Regions from separate parts of the Mus musculus genome. Here all the other regions are linked to region 1. A link is a contact called in public HiChIP or PLAC-seq and Micro-C data. All regions are on one chromosome and are shown on one strand. Each heading gives the region's core, a stretch centred on a gene start, on an enhancer-like site or on the middle of the called end of the contact. The rest is flanking DNA. Distances are from core to core; before and after follow the strand shown.

What was found. A called contact is a pair of places that touch in the nucleus more often than the background predicts. HiChIP or PLAC-seq counts read pairs in DNA pulled down with a chosen protein or histone mark.
Region 2: a contact with region 1 is called in a Micro-C map of embryonic stem cells, with 2.2 times the contacts expected there. The contact joins the enhancer-like site here to the promoter of Slu7 in region 1. A contact is called at or near these places in 1 of 484 Hi-C or Micro-C datasets (embryonic stem cells), 5 of 115 datasets of contacts at active chromatin or transcription factors (bone marrow-derived macrophages, embryonic stem cells, extraembryonic endoderm stem cells and 1 more) and 3 of 9 other capture datasets (adipose tissue, liver and pancreatic islet).
Region 3: a contact with region 1 is called in an H3K4me3 HiChIP or PLAC-seq map of bone marrow-derived macrophages, with 5 times the contacts expected there. The contact joins the enhancer-like site here to the promoter of Slu7 in region 1. A contact is called at or near these places in 10 of 484 Hi-C or Micro-C datasets (B cells, Th1 cells, double positive thymocytes and 6 more), 4 of 115 datasets of contacts at active chromatin or transcription factors (bone marrow-derived macrophages, embryonic stem cells, epiblast stem cells and 1 more) and 3 of 9 other capture datasets (adipose tissue, liver and pancreatic islet).

The regions. Positions count from the first base shown.
Region 1 is chr11:43,431,428-43,435,699 of GRCm38.p6, reverse strand. It overlaps Slu7 (SLU7 splicing factor homolog (S. cerevisiae)), which reads right to left and starts at 1,969. Exons shown (of 16, transcript NM_198936.1): 1 at 1,881-1,969.
Region 2 is chr11:43,631,037-43,635,549 of GRCm38.p6, reverse strand. No RefSeq gene overlaps it. Among named protein-coding and RNA genes, the nearest start is that of Fabp6, 32 kb to the right of the region's middle. Within about 2 kb of position 1,274, at least 117 of the 459 cell types and tissues checked have an H3K27ac peak or open chromatin away from gene starts, as enhancers often do. A contact at or near this core is called in bone marrow-derived macrophages, embryonic stem cells, extraembryonic endoderm stem cells and 1 more, where this site is marked.
Region 3 is chr11:43,666,009-43,670,594 of GRCm38.p6, reverse strand. No RefSeq gene overlaps it. Among named protein-coding and RNA genes, the nearest start is that of Pwwp2a, 14 kb to the left of the region's middle. Within about 2 kb of position 2,939, at least 36 of the 459 cell types and tissues checked have an H3K27ac peak or open chromatin away from gene starts, as enhancers often do. A contact at or near this core is called in bone marrow-derived macrophages and embryonic stem cells, where this site is marked.

The DNA of each region.
Region 1 (4,272 bases), core at 720-3,219:
TCATACAGATGTTCCTAAATTAGCCCTCCTGCATGTCTCAAACTTATCTTCCATAGGAAAACAAACAAACAAACAAACAAAAAAACCCCAAAAACCTAAAAAAACCAGAGCACATCACTGTTCCCCTTGAAGGCCCAATGCCTTAACAATTACCAAAGTTCAGGGCTGGGGATGAAGCCTCAGTTGATAGAGCGTTTGCCTAGCAGAAGTTTGATTGCCAGTGCAACAAAAACTAGGCCTGGTGGTGCATACTTGATATCCAGCAATCTCGATGTGAATATAGGATCAGAAGACCAAGGTCACCCTTGGATATATAGAGAGTTCAAGACATGAGACCTTGTTAGAAAAAAATAGAGATGGGTCTGTCTACATTCAGGGATGCCTAGCATATCTAGTTCTCTCTGTCTCTGCCTCTCTCTCTCTCTCACACACACACACAAACACACACCACAAAATCACCCATATTCATAGTGTGCCTATTTTTATACCTCTGCTTTGCACTCCTCTGCTCTGGTCACTGACTTCATTTCCATTCCCGACCATTCCATGCCTTCTTTTGTCAGAGATTCTCATTCTTTGGCTTCTATAACATGTTACTGGTTTTCCGTGAACACCTCTCCTGTTCTCGACTTCTCTGCAGGCTCATCTATTTGCACACGTTTATTTAGAGGCTGATTCCTTACAGAGCAGCAAGAGCCTCACTCACCACTCTAAACAATACCAGTTGCCAAGATTCAGGAGGAACAGTATCCCACTACTGGGGTTCCATACTATCTCTCTGCCCTAGACTTTTCATTTGATCTTCAAATCTACACAACCAACTGTGTACATGACATCCACACCCAGAACACTAAGTATTTATCCACAGCATTCCTTAAACTCCATGACTTTCCTGTGAAATTGTGTCTGCCTCCATCTCCCGAGTTCTGGCTTTATAGGCATATGCCACCATAGAGGTCTGTGTATGGGGCAGGTGAGACGGTTCACCTACTGCTCCTGTAGACAACCCTAACTCAGTTCTCAGCATCTATGTCAGGTGGCTCACAACTGTCCCTAACTCCAGCTACAGGGATTCCAAGAAGACTACACACGTTCTTACAAGGGCAAACCCACCTACCTACTTATACACATAATTAAAATAAAATAGACTTAAAAATAAAAACAGAAGTGTTAGAAATCCGTGGTAGTATATACTAGAAGCACAGATTTAATCATCTTCATTTTAACAGTTACCATTTCTTTAATTTACCATGCAGACCGTCACCAAATCTTTACAACCACCCTATTTTATGGTGAGGAAACAAGTTTGGGGCGGGGGGGGGGGGGTTAACACCTTCAGATAACAAGACATTAGTGAGAGACGACAGATCGCAAACCCAAGCCTGACTTTAGTTGGTCTTTCAACCCCTGTTACAAACCACAGACACTGGAGTGCAGGCCTGTCACATTCAAGATTAAGAGGGACTGAAGTGTTTTGTCATTAGGTTCCACTGCTCTGCAGAGGGTCCGGCTCTCTCCGAGTTAGAACTTTAACAGCTCCCACTCACTGATGCAATACGGACATTCTAATTTGACCCTCACAAAATAAGATCATCTCCACCTAACGGAAAAAACTGAACCTCAAAGGAACTCTTTTGGGGACAGAGGGCTCAGCTTCGGTACGGGCTGCTCAGGATGTCCGGCTTACAGTGACCAGGGCTTTTCCTTGAGGAGTCAGCCTCGGTCCGGCTGAACGCGAGGGCGGCGCCTGCGTCCTGGGCCACAGTCTCCACCCGGGTCCGCCGTTCCACGACGGCTCATCACCGCGAGGACTCACTGCAGGGGATACCCGCTCCCCGAGGTCCCCAGTTCGTCTGCTCAATCTCAGAACCCCAACTTACCCAGTCGCGCCGCAGACCACTCAAAACCATCCGCCAGAAACGAAGCGACTCGGCAATGTTTACTTCCGGGTTCCCTGCCTTCTTCCGGCTGCGCAGAGATAACTTCCGGGAGATCGGCACATGCGCATTTGCAAGCGCTTGGCTCTTTTTTTTTTTTTTTTTTTTTTTTTTTTTTTTTTTTGACCCAGAAAGGCGAAGTGATGGCAGTGCAGCTTTCTTTCTGGAACAGCACAGAATCTTTTTTTTTTTTTTTTTTTTTTTTTTTTTTAAAGATTTATTTATGTATATGGATAATCTATAGCTGTACAGATGGTTGTGAGCCTTCATGTGGTTGTCGGGAATTGAATTTTTTTAGGACCCCTGCTCGCTCCGGTCAACCCCGCTCGCCCAGTCAGTCTCTGCTTGCTCCCACCCAAAGATATATAAGTACACTGTAGCTCTCTTCAGACACACCAGAAGAGGGCATCAGATTCCACTACAGATGGTTGTGAGCCACCATGTGGTTGCTGGGTTTTGAACTCAGGACCTTCAGAAGAACAGTCAGTGAGTGCTCTTACCTGTTGAGCCATCTTGCCAGCCTACAGCACAGAATCTTAGCAAAAATGATTATTGAAAATGCTGCAAAGGTCGGCGTAATGGCACACACCTTTAATCCTAGCAGAGATAGGCATATCTTTGAGGTCCTGGCCAGTGACATAGGAAGACCCTTTTTCAAACAAACAAACAAACAAACATCCCCATAAAAAACAAACTCCTGGAAAATAGGCGACTTTGGTGAATTTATTTTTCTTAAAAAAAAAAAAAAAAAAAGCCTTATGCCAGGCAGTGGTGTCACATGCCTTTAATCCTAGCACTTGGGAGGCAGAGGCAGGCAGATTTCTGAGTTCGAGGCCAGCCTGGTCTACAGAGTGAGTTCCAGGACAGCCAGGGCTACACAGAGAAACCCTGTCTCAGGAAAAAAAAAAAAAAAGCCTTATGTTTTTTGTGTGTGAGTTTGCACATCATTGGCGTTAGATCATCTGTGACTGGAAATGCAGATATATGTCTGTGAACCAGAATGAGTACCAAACCGGGGGCTTCTGCAAGAATGACCTGTATTGACTACTGAGCCATTGCTTGGCCATTTTTCTTTATGCTGTCTTGTGGTTATTTATACTTCCCCTACGTGAAGTGCTCTTCAGATATACAGGACTATAGCTAACGTCCCCACCACCTCAGTCAAACAGCCCAAAGTAGTAGACTTTTTAAAAAAGGAACTTGAAGTGGGTTAAGAATGTAAAAATAATTTTGATTTTTCAAGGCAGCTAAAGGCAGAGCAGAGTCCTGCGGACTCAGAGCGCAAGGCTTGAGAGAGGGACCAAGAAGGCAGGGATTATCTTTGGATGAACGCTTTCTGTAAAGCTAAATTAGGAGAGACTTGTATTAGCTGAGGACTCTATTATAAGTTTACCAACCAGGTACATTATTTCCCAGTAACAAGTGGGGATCACAAAGCTGGCCTGGGAACACCATCACTCAGAAAAACATGTCCTTTTAAAGACAGGATGGTGATATTATTTACACTTGCAGTGGACTGGGGAAAAGCAATGTTTCCTGTTGGTGAGAGGGGAAGAAAACCTCTCAAGGAATTAGACAATGTTCACGTGGAAGCTGTGGGAATGTATATAGATTTATTTTTGAAAGCAAGACTTTTGTGTGCTGGTGGTTTAATTCAGAAGTAGATGCAAAGAGAAAATAACAGGTTGAGGGGATAAAAGGAACAGGGAATAGAAGGGACAGTAAAAGTGTAAGTGCTGTGTGTGTGCTTGTGTCCATGCGTGCGGGGCCCCGTGTGTTGTTTTTATTCTTCAACTCCCAGAGTTAGGCTCTTTCTTTTGATGATTAGCATAACACTCAGTAAATATTTGTTGAATGAATTTAAAGGAAGCTTGAGTTACATATTTACTAGGAACATCCCTTTGCGCACAAACAGATTTAAGGAAGTGTAGGAAGACAGACCCCAGTCTGATGTGATGTCTGTGTAGGGAATAGCTCTCACCCCAACTGTAAAGGAGTTACACACATCAAACTGCTCTTGCATCTACCCAGATTACTGCTCTTCCTAATTTTTGATTCTACTCTACTGCGAGTGTTTAAACCCAGTATTGGCTGTTTCCCCATCTCACTTTATAGGTTTCTCCCAACCCCCTTTTTAGTTGAAAGTAGACAATTGCGTGCTCATTTCCCTCGGCTGCAGACTGATGTCTGTAAAGCCATTCCTCAAATGTTTTCTCTCCCTTTAAATTTAGATTTGATTCCTTTATTCTCTGGATGAACAGTCATCTAGTTGACATTAGGAAAACAGTCTTGCTACTTTCTTCTTTTGAGTTTCTAAATATCTCCCCCACCCTGG
Region 2 (4,513 bases), core at 25-2,524, 200 kb before region 1:
GCATGTATTCTATCTAAAAAGCCATAGAGGACATAGGTTGGGTTTGCTGCTAGGGACTGGAATCAGGCCCTGGAGGAATCGGGTCGAAGGAAAACCTGACTTTTCAGTTTATATTCGTGCTGGAGTAGTTTTAAAACCTGGTGCCAAAAGTGTGTGTGTGTGTGTGTGTGTGTGAGAGAGAGAGAGAGAGAGAGAGAGAGAGAGGCAGCTCAGTGAAGAAAAGTATTACTTACCAACTCACCAGGCCTGAAAGCCTCAGTCCCATCCCTAGGCACCCATGGGAGAAGGTGAGAACACTCCTGTAAGCTGTCCTCTGACCTCCACATTGGCAACGCGGTGCCCAAGCCACACAATGCATAATTAATTAATTAAAAATAATTCAGGAGAGCCAGGCGTGGTGGCGCACGCCTTTAATCCCAGCACTCGGGAGGCAGAGGCAGGCGGATTTCTGAGTTCGAGGCCAGCCTGGTCTACAAAGTGAGTTCCAGGTCAGCCAGGACTACACAGAGAAACCCTGTCTCGGAAAAAAAAAAAAAAAATTCAGGAGCAGGCATTGATGTCCCTGTTGGATTTGAGCAGCTAGTTAGTCATTTAGACCAACGACGAAAGTGGAAATAACAATGTGGATTTCAAGGCTAGGTCATAGCAGGGCATCCAGTTACTTGATTCTTTTCTGTACTTGTTTTCTTTCATTCTTCTGTTATTGTTGTTGTTGGTTTGGTTTGGTTTGGTTTTGGTTTGGAGGCAGGGTTTCTCTGTGTAGCCCTGGCTGACCTGGAACTCGATCTGTAGACCAGACTGGCCTCAAACTCAGAGAGATCCTCCTGCCTCTGCCTCCTCAGTACTGGAGTTAAAAGTGTGCTCCATCACTACCCAGCATCAGAAAAACAATGGGGGGGGGTTGTGTTTTGAGACAGGGTTGCTCTGTGTAGCCCTGGCTGTCCTGGAACTCAGAAATCCGCCTGCCTCTGCCTCTGCCTCCCAAGTGCTGGGATTAAAGGCGTGCGGCACCACGCCCGGCAGAAAAACAGTTTTTAAGGGCAATCTATTTCAGTTTAAGGTTGGCAATTATTATTATTTTTTAATTGTTTAGATTAAAAAGCAAAACAAAATCCGAGGGCTGGACTAGAAAATCTCTGGGGAGCCTGAGTCCTACATCTTGACTTTCAGCAGAACGGTTGTGGGGGAGGGGCGACAGCACAAATTCCTCTCCCTAGAGGCTGGGATGGAAAGCAAACCAGGCACCGCGGCAGCTAGGCGGGGAGAAGCTCAGACTTTCCCAGGCGGTTCCTACGCGGAAGTGCTGGGGTGAGGGTGAGGGAAGCCAGGCCAAGGAGCCTGGTGTTAGAAGGAGCAGAGCCTGCAATAAATCACCTCCCTAACCTGCCTGCTTTCCTAGGCTGTCAGCTTGGTGGAGGGTGAGGGTGGGGGCGGGGCAGGGGTGTGCTGAAGCTGGCGGGGCACCAGAGGAGTCTACATTTCAATTGCAATAGGAAACCAACACCCTACACCTCTATTCCTCTGCCCCAGCCGCTTTTCCTTTTTCTCCTCCGTCCATCCTTTGCCCTGCCCTCCCCTTCTCTCTCTGTGGGCCCTCCTCAGCGGAGAGGGATCCACTCAGACATCAGGCCTGCAGTTCTGGTCCTCTCCGGCCTCCTTTACAGTGGGTTCGATTCCCTCCAGGGCTCCAGGCCATTCCATCTTCGGCACACATGTCTCATTCGGAGATCCAGCTTGGATGAGTGTAGCCCGATGATGGATGAGATAAGACATTAGGGCTGCCAGGCGAATGGCAGCTAGCCAGAGAGATAGGACTCTCACAAGATAGCAGAGCCACCCTGAAGAGAGCCTACAGCTACCAGGATACAATGTTCCTTGGGTGCTGCCCCCCCATCCCCACCCCATCGCCCATCCCCAGGCCTGGGCAGCTAGTGGTGCTGGAAGCACGGGGCAGAAAAGAAAGCCACAGACCCTCTGAATCCAGTACTTAGTGTACAGATCAGCTTTAGTGGGTGTTGTGCCTTTCCAAATGTCAAAAGCGGACACACACACCCTCCTCCCTACCCCCTGCCAGAAGATCCCATAGAGATGCTTGGATCGGGAAAGGTTGCTTATTCCAGCGGGCTACTCTGTGCAGGTGTGTATAATCGGCTCACTCATTCATTCATGCACACAATGTGGGAGTTCTCTATAGAGCTCAGCTGCCCACAGTAATGCCCATGTAGTCTTAGAGGAGCAGGCTGGTTTCAGTACAACCTTCCTAGCTGTGTGACCTTGACCAGGTCTACCCCTGCATAAATAGCAGCTCATCCCCTCAGGATTCTGTCAGGTGGCACAGGTAAATTGCTTAGAACAGAGCCCGACTTGTGAAAGATCGATGGATTCTTTCATCCACCCAAGAGCCCATACGTGTGTTTGTGTGTGTGGGGGGGGTGGGGGTGGGGTGCAGGGCTGCAATGTTTGAGGTTTGGGGGCCACAGCCAGGAACAAGTCAGAGGGGGTTCCTGGTCTTAGGTGGTTTATCCTCCAGGCGGAAGACTGGAGATAAGCAGACAATTGAATGAAGAACCAGGGAGATTCAGGTAAAGGGAGGAGACTGGAGACTGGAAGGGAGTGAACAATAGCCAGGAGCGGCCTGTGACCAAGGGCTGAAGAAAACAGATAAACCCAGATAAGCCAGACAGGGCGGCTGGAAGGCCAGGATGAAGATGTTATTTTAAGCCCCGTAGGAAGTGACTGTGCTTTAGTGTCTGTTTTGCTTTTTAGCCTACACAGTTGCAAGCAGAAGAAGGAGGAAGGAGTTGCCAATATTTTAAGCAGGGGAAGAGAAGAAGGGGGAAGTTAGAAGCAAGTGTCTGAGCAGCTACTGTGGTGGGGTAGGCAAGTGGAAAATGACAACCCTTCCCTGCTAGGTTCCTTGGCTAAGCTGAGCTGAGCGTTAAGCAGACACAGGCAGAGCAACAGGGGAATCCTACATTTAATTCCATACTCAGGTAACTGACAGCATGGAAAGCTACGGAGAGGAGCAGGGGCGTTCAGCCTCTGAAGGAGAGCTGGCAAGAAGACAAGGAGGTGTGTAGGGAACAAAGGCTGAGTCGTCACACAAGTCTTCCATGGAACGAGTCTTGGAGTAGCCCCGAGATGAGCAGGAGCTAGGCTGTCTGGGAATAGTGTCAACCTCCTCCTCCTTCCATGTCTGATAAATTTCCCGAAGCCAGGTATGACGGTGTATGACCATAACCCTAGAATTTAGGCAGCAGAGGCTCTTGAGTTTAGGCCAGTGGTAAAGGTCTTTGTCTAACATGGAGTTGATCCCAAACCCAGTAAAAAAAGAGATTTCCAGGGAGGGAATTCAGGACAACTAAGTTCTGTCAGAAGGATCTTACTATGTGTAATATTTATATTAAATATACACACACATCCCTTTTGTTGAAATTGGGTTTCACTATGTGGCACCAGCTGATCCAAAATGTTTTATTGACCAAGCTGGCCTTACACTTGCGTCAATCCTCCTGTCTCTGCCTCTGAGGTTCTGGGATTGCATGTCTGCCATCACAGCCGACTATACTGTAGTCACTTTTGTTGTTGTTGTTGTATTTGTTGTATTTGTTTATTTATTGTGGAGATGGGTTCGTGTGTGCCACAGCATGCTTGTAAGTGTAAAGTGTAACTTGTAAAGGTCAGGGGTCAACTTGTAGGAGTTAGTTCTTTCCTGTCACGTGGGTCCTGGAGAGTAAACTCTGGTAGTTTGGACAACAAGCACCTTTACCGCTTGAGCTGTTTCTACGGCTTTTTTTTTTTTTAAACTTTTTATCGATTCTTCGTGAATTTCACGTCGTGAACCCAAACCCATTCATCTCCCCATCCCTCAGTATCTGCCCTTGCAACCCCCTCAAAAGAACCCCCATCCCCAATAAATAAAATAAGATAAAATCTTGGAGTGGAAGCTGCTGTGTGTCACAGTGTGTCACACAATATACCCCTTTGCCCAAACAATTTCATTTGCAAATGTTCATTGCAGTGAGTCACTGGTCTGGTTCGAGGCCTCTGGCTTCTGCTACACTATCAATACTGGATCCTCACGGAGACTAATCTGATAGCCTGCTGTTGCCCTGTGTCATGGGGATCCTGCAGCTTTGGTTCTGCAGGATCCGCCCCTTCCCACACTCCAGCAGTTCATAGATGGGGTCCGTTGAAAGGAAATAAAACTTGAGACATGTGATTCATGTAATTTATGTCAAATAGCCCAAAGAATTGTTTGTGAGCTTTGAAACCTGGGGCTGAGAACATAGCAGAACAGGCCAGGACATGCCCGGGCAGGCCCATCGTTACATGTCCTGACTGGCCTAGTGCCTCCCTATCTCCCGCCCTTCTGACAGTCTGTTTTTTTTTTTTAATGGACCAATCATGTGAAACCGCGCCAATTCCTCCCCCAGCCCCACCCCTTTTCTATAAAAGTCCCTAGCTTCCAAGCCTCAGGGTCGAAACCACTGTCTCCTGCATGAGATACGTT
Region 3 (4,586 bases), core at 1,690-4,189, 230 kb before region 1:
TAGCCTTTTTTAAAAAATCATTTTTTTTGGTTCACATGTGGAGTGGGGAGCAGATGTATGCCATGCTACCTGTGTGCCTTGTAGGACAACCTGCAGGAATAGCTTTTCATCATGTGTTGCTTGGGAACTCAACTCAGGCCACCAGGCTTGGCAACAGGCACCTTTACTCCCTCTTGCAGGCCTTCAGGGTGGTGTTTGCTTGCTTCTAGACTTACCTAGCTTGTATATCTGAGTGTTTTGCCTGCAGATGTTTTAAACTTGACTTTTTGAACAGAGGGTCTGGAAAGAAGCCATACCTTCCACTGAGCCTTCGCAAGGTTGGTTTACTGATTAGAACTTCAGTAATGGCACCGGGGAGGTGGCTCAGCAGCAGTTACGAGCACTTGCTGCACTTGGAGAGGACCTGGGTTTAGTTCTTATTGCCCACATGGTGGCTCACAACCATCTGGAACTCCAGTTCTACGGGATCTGACACCATCATCTTGGCCTCTTCCGGAACCAGGCACAAAGGTGGTGCACATACATGCATGCAGGCAAACACTCGTTCACATAAAAAGTAAATAAATCATTTTTTAAAAGATTCATTTATTTATTATATGTAAGTACACTGTAGCTGTCTTCAGACGCTCCAGAAGAGGGCGTCAGATCTCATTACGGATGGTTTTGAGCCACCATGTGGTTGCTGGGATTTGAACTCAGGACCTTCGGAAGAGCAGTCAGTGCTCTTACCTGCTGAGCCATCTCACCAGCCCAATAAATCATTTTTAAAGGAAAACTTAAATGATTTTGCAGAGGCTGTAGTGTTGCAAGTTCAGAGCCTAATTACAGTTTATCTTGACCTGTCTTTAGCTTCCTGAATAGAGATCACTTGCTTACCTCTGTATCTGAACTAAAATTTGTGTGTCTATCAGGGGAAGAACAAACAAACAAACAAAAAACCATTTAAAATGTATTAACTTAAACCTAGTTTCTACCACCCAAAAAGCTAAGCCTGCCATCAGATAGCATCTGAAACGTATGGCTGAGAGGCCCCACCCACTGGATCTTTCCAACATATTTGTGAGATTACCACATCCTAACCACTGGACTACCAGGGAAACTGTCACCAATAATGTATTTGCACGTCCCTCAATGTGTGACTGTCTCTTCTAGTACTATAAAAATTTCATCAAACTATTACCACGTTGGAACATGGAATCTACAGCAACCAAAATCCATGTTCCTGTGGCATAGTCACTCAGAATAAACTATTTCGCCAAGCATGGTGGCGCAGGCCTTTGATCCCAGCACTCAGGAGGCAGAGGCAGACAGATTTCTGAGTTCAAGGCCAGCCTGGTCTACAAAGTGAGTTCCAGGACAGCCAGGGCTATACAGAGAAACACTATCTCGAAAAACCAAAAAACCAAAAACCAAAAACAAAAAAGCCAAACAATCAAACAAACAAAACTATTTCTTATCCTCTCAGAGGTGAGAATTGTTTCAATTTTTTGTATGACAATCCCAGAGATAGTACTCTGGGGGACCAGTGTCTCCACTATCCATCTTGGCTTGCCAGAGAGACTGATGACTGGGCTCCGACCTTAGGTTTATTCTCTGGTGCAAATATAAAATAAATAGACAAGTGGAACTGTCAGGCTGGGTGTGGAGGAACATGCATGTGACCCTAGAGCTAAGGAAGAGGATGGAGACAGGAGGGACAGCAGTTTAAGGCCAGCCTCAGCTACTAGTGAGTTTGGGGCCATACATGAGATGCTGTCTCAAAAAGGAGAAGGGGAAAAATGTAAGAAGCTATATGCAAGCCTGGCAGTAGTGGCAGAGGCCTTTAATCCCAACCCTCAGGAGGCAGAGGCAGCTGTATCTCTGAGTTCAAAGCTAGCCTGGTCTAGAGAGGGAGTTCTAGGGCATCCAAGGCTACACAGAGAAACCCTGCTCGAACAACAACAACAAAAAGCTATATGCAAACAGCTCTACATAGAAAAGCCTCCTGTGTGGTCAGTAGGGTGGATTAGTGGGTAATAATATTTCCTATAAAAGCCTGAGGGCTGGAGTACCATCCCTAGAACCCACGGCAGAAAGAGAGAACCAACTCTCAAATATCTGCCTTACACAGGCAAACACTAAGTACAGTGAAATTACAAAAGTGCCGTGGAACTTTAAATGTAGACTAAGTTTTAGCTAGAGAAGAAAGCTCTGTGAAATCTGCCTCGGTCACCGCTGCAGGCAGTATAGAGCCTGGCCGACATACAGGACGCTTTGAAAACATTTGTAGCATTAACAAACTGAATAACTGATTTCTAAGTGGCAGATCACTGTGGGCTTGCTTTCTGTCCAAGTATATGGTTCCAGTACCCTAATTTCTAATTCTTCTACAGTGAACATGGATTTCTTAGGCAGGAAATACACAGAATGCTTGGGATGTGGCTCAGTGGTGTACTGATGGCCTTGGGCGGAAGTGGGGGAGGGGGAGATGGGAAAAGGAAGAGTGGGGAAGGGAGGAAAACATAAGTAGAGAAAATGGAGCCTGGGCTAGGCTTGGGGTACAAGCCCTAAACCCCAGCACTTGGGAGTTAGAAGTAGGAGGATCAAGGCTGACCCTGCCTACAAAAGACCCTGTCTCAAAAACAAAGTGGGGGAGTGCGGTAAGGTCATCTTAGAGCAGGAGAATCCCAAACCTGGCGCCTGATTTAAGAAGTACAGAGGATGACTGGGTTCCCAGAATCTCCTTGATCTGATTTGTACCTAAGAGAGATGAGAAGTGAGGCGCTGTGTGTGGGGGGTTGGGGGGTGGGGGGGGGGAGCGTGGTCCTGCAGCCTGCCCTTGCACTTCTGTGGCTCACAATACATTCTCTGCTGTGGTAAATTTGCTAGGTGGAGAGAGAAGCATGTCCCAGAATAGCTCCGCAAGGACTCTAAATGATTCATAAAGCACACTTCCGGTCCAGCAGAGGCAAGGCCCGAGTCTTCGCAGACTCTTTCGGGCTGCTTTGGAGGTGGCCTCGCTGCTGCCCCTGGAATCTTTAGAAGCAAACCCCTTTTTCTCTAGAAACTGGTGTACTGTTGTGTCAAAATCCATATTCCTTCCAGACTCGGGCTAGCCCAGCCCAGTCCGTGGATGCTGAGGAAGCCAGGAACAGACAAAGCAGCTTTAGATGCTTCTGTGACCTTGAGGCAGTTAACTCAGCAGGGCTATCATGTGGAGCCCAGCAGAGTTCTGGAATAAAAGAGGCGAGACCTTGGAAGCCTGTTGGAGCCGTACTCTTTCGTTCAGCTTTGGTCACCATAGTGACTTCATTCCGAAGCCGCAACCCTGCTGTTATTTCTTCATATTCATTCATAATAAGACCACCCTTGAGTTCTCCGCCCACTGGGGAAGCAAGTACCAGATGCATTGGAAAACGGGAGGCTAATGCAATGGGACCTTTAAGCAGTGTGGGCCTAGGATGGTAGGGCGGTCCTCTGCTGGGCAGAGGAGCAAAGGTCAGAGCTGGGAGGGAATTCACACGCCTCTGGGTCCCAGCCCCTCCGTTTAGAGGGAGAACAGGACCGACACAGACTTTCAGCTCTGTGGTACAGCCAGGTTGGAAGCAGAAGCCCTGAGCCCTGGCCTCGTTCTCACAGCATTTGGTCACCATGGACACACAGGACCCTTTAGATGGCCTGGCTCTTGGCCTTTTGTGCCAAGCTGGGTTCATATTTAATGGGATTATCACAAGTTTGGCAATCAGATCCTAAGCCTTTCATTAATGGCCTAAACTAGAACTTTTGTAGCCAAAGACCCACATCTGACACAGATTTGCAAGTGAATTAGCTCATTTCATTTTAAAAATTATAATGCTCTTTAAGAAGGAGAGACCTAGCTGTAGGTCACGATAGTTTAAGCTGCAGGGTCATGATAGTCCAAGCCTGGACTCTCAACATTAGGGAGGTTTTGGAGGACTAGGAAGTCAAGGTCATCTTTGGCTACTTAGTTGGAGGCTGCTTCGGATACACAAGAGCCTGTCTCAAAAGAAGTGGGGGGTGTGGGCTAGAGAAACTAAGAGCATAGTGCTGCCACGTGGTTGTGACACACTCCTTGAATCTCAGAACGTGGAAGGCAGAGGCAGGTGGATCTCTGCATTCAAGGCCAGCCTGGTCTACAGAGTGAGTTCCAGGACAGCCAGGGCTACACAGAGAAACCCTGTTTCAAAACAAACAAACAAACAAACAAACAAACAAACAAACAACCTTTTTTCCCAGGAGAGTTTGGATCTCCAGAACTCACTTAAATGGCCACTTAATGGGCTCAGGAGGCAGAGATCAGGGTCCCTCAAGCAAGCTGGCTAGCTAGAGTAGCCATATCAGTGAGCTCTGGGATCAACTGAGAGAACTGCCTTGATGAATAAGGTAGAAAGCAATCAATGAAGACTCCAGAAACCAACCTTGGACCTGCACAGGCACATACACATGCATATTTGCATCTGTGTCCACACATAAGAGAACACTCGGAGACATACACACTGCACACACACAACAAACAAACAAAACCAAACCTGAGACTTAGAGTCAGGATCAAATGGGAGTCCTGACTCTTCAACAGTACATGATCA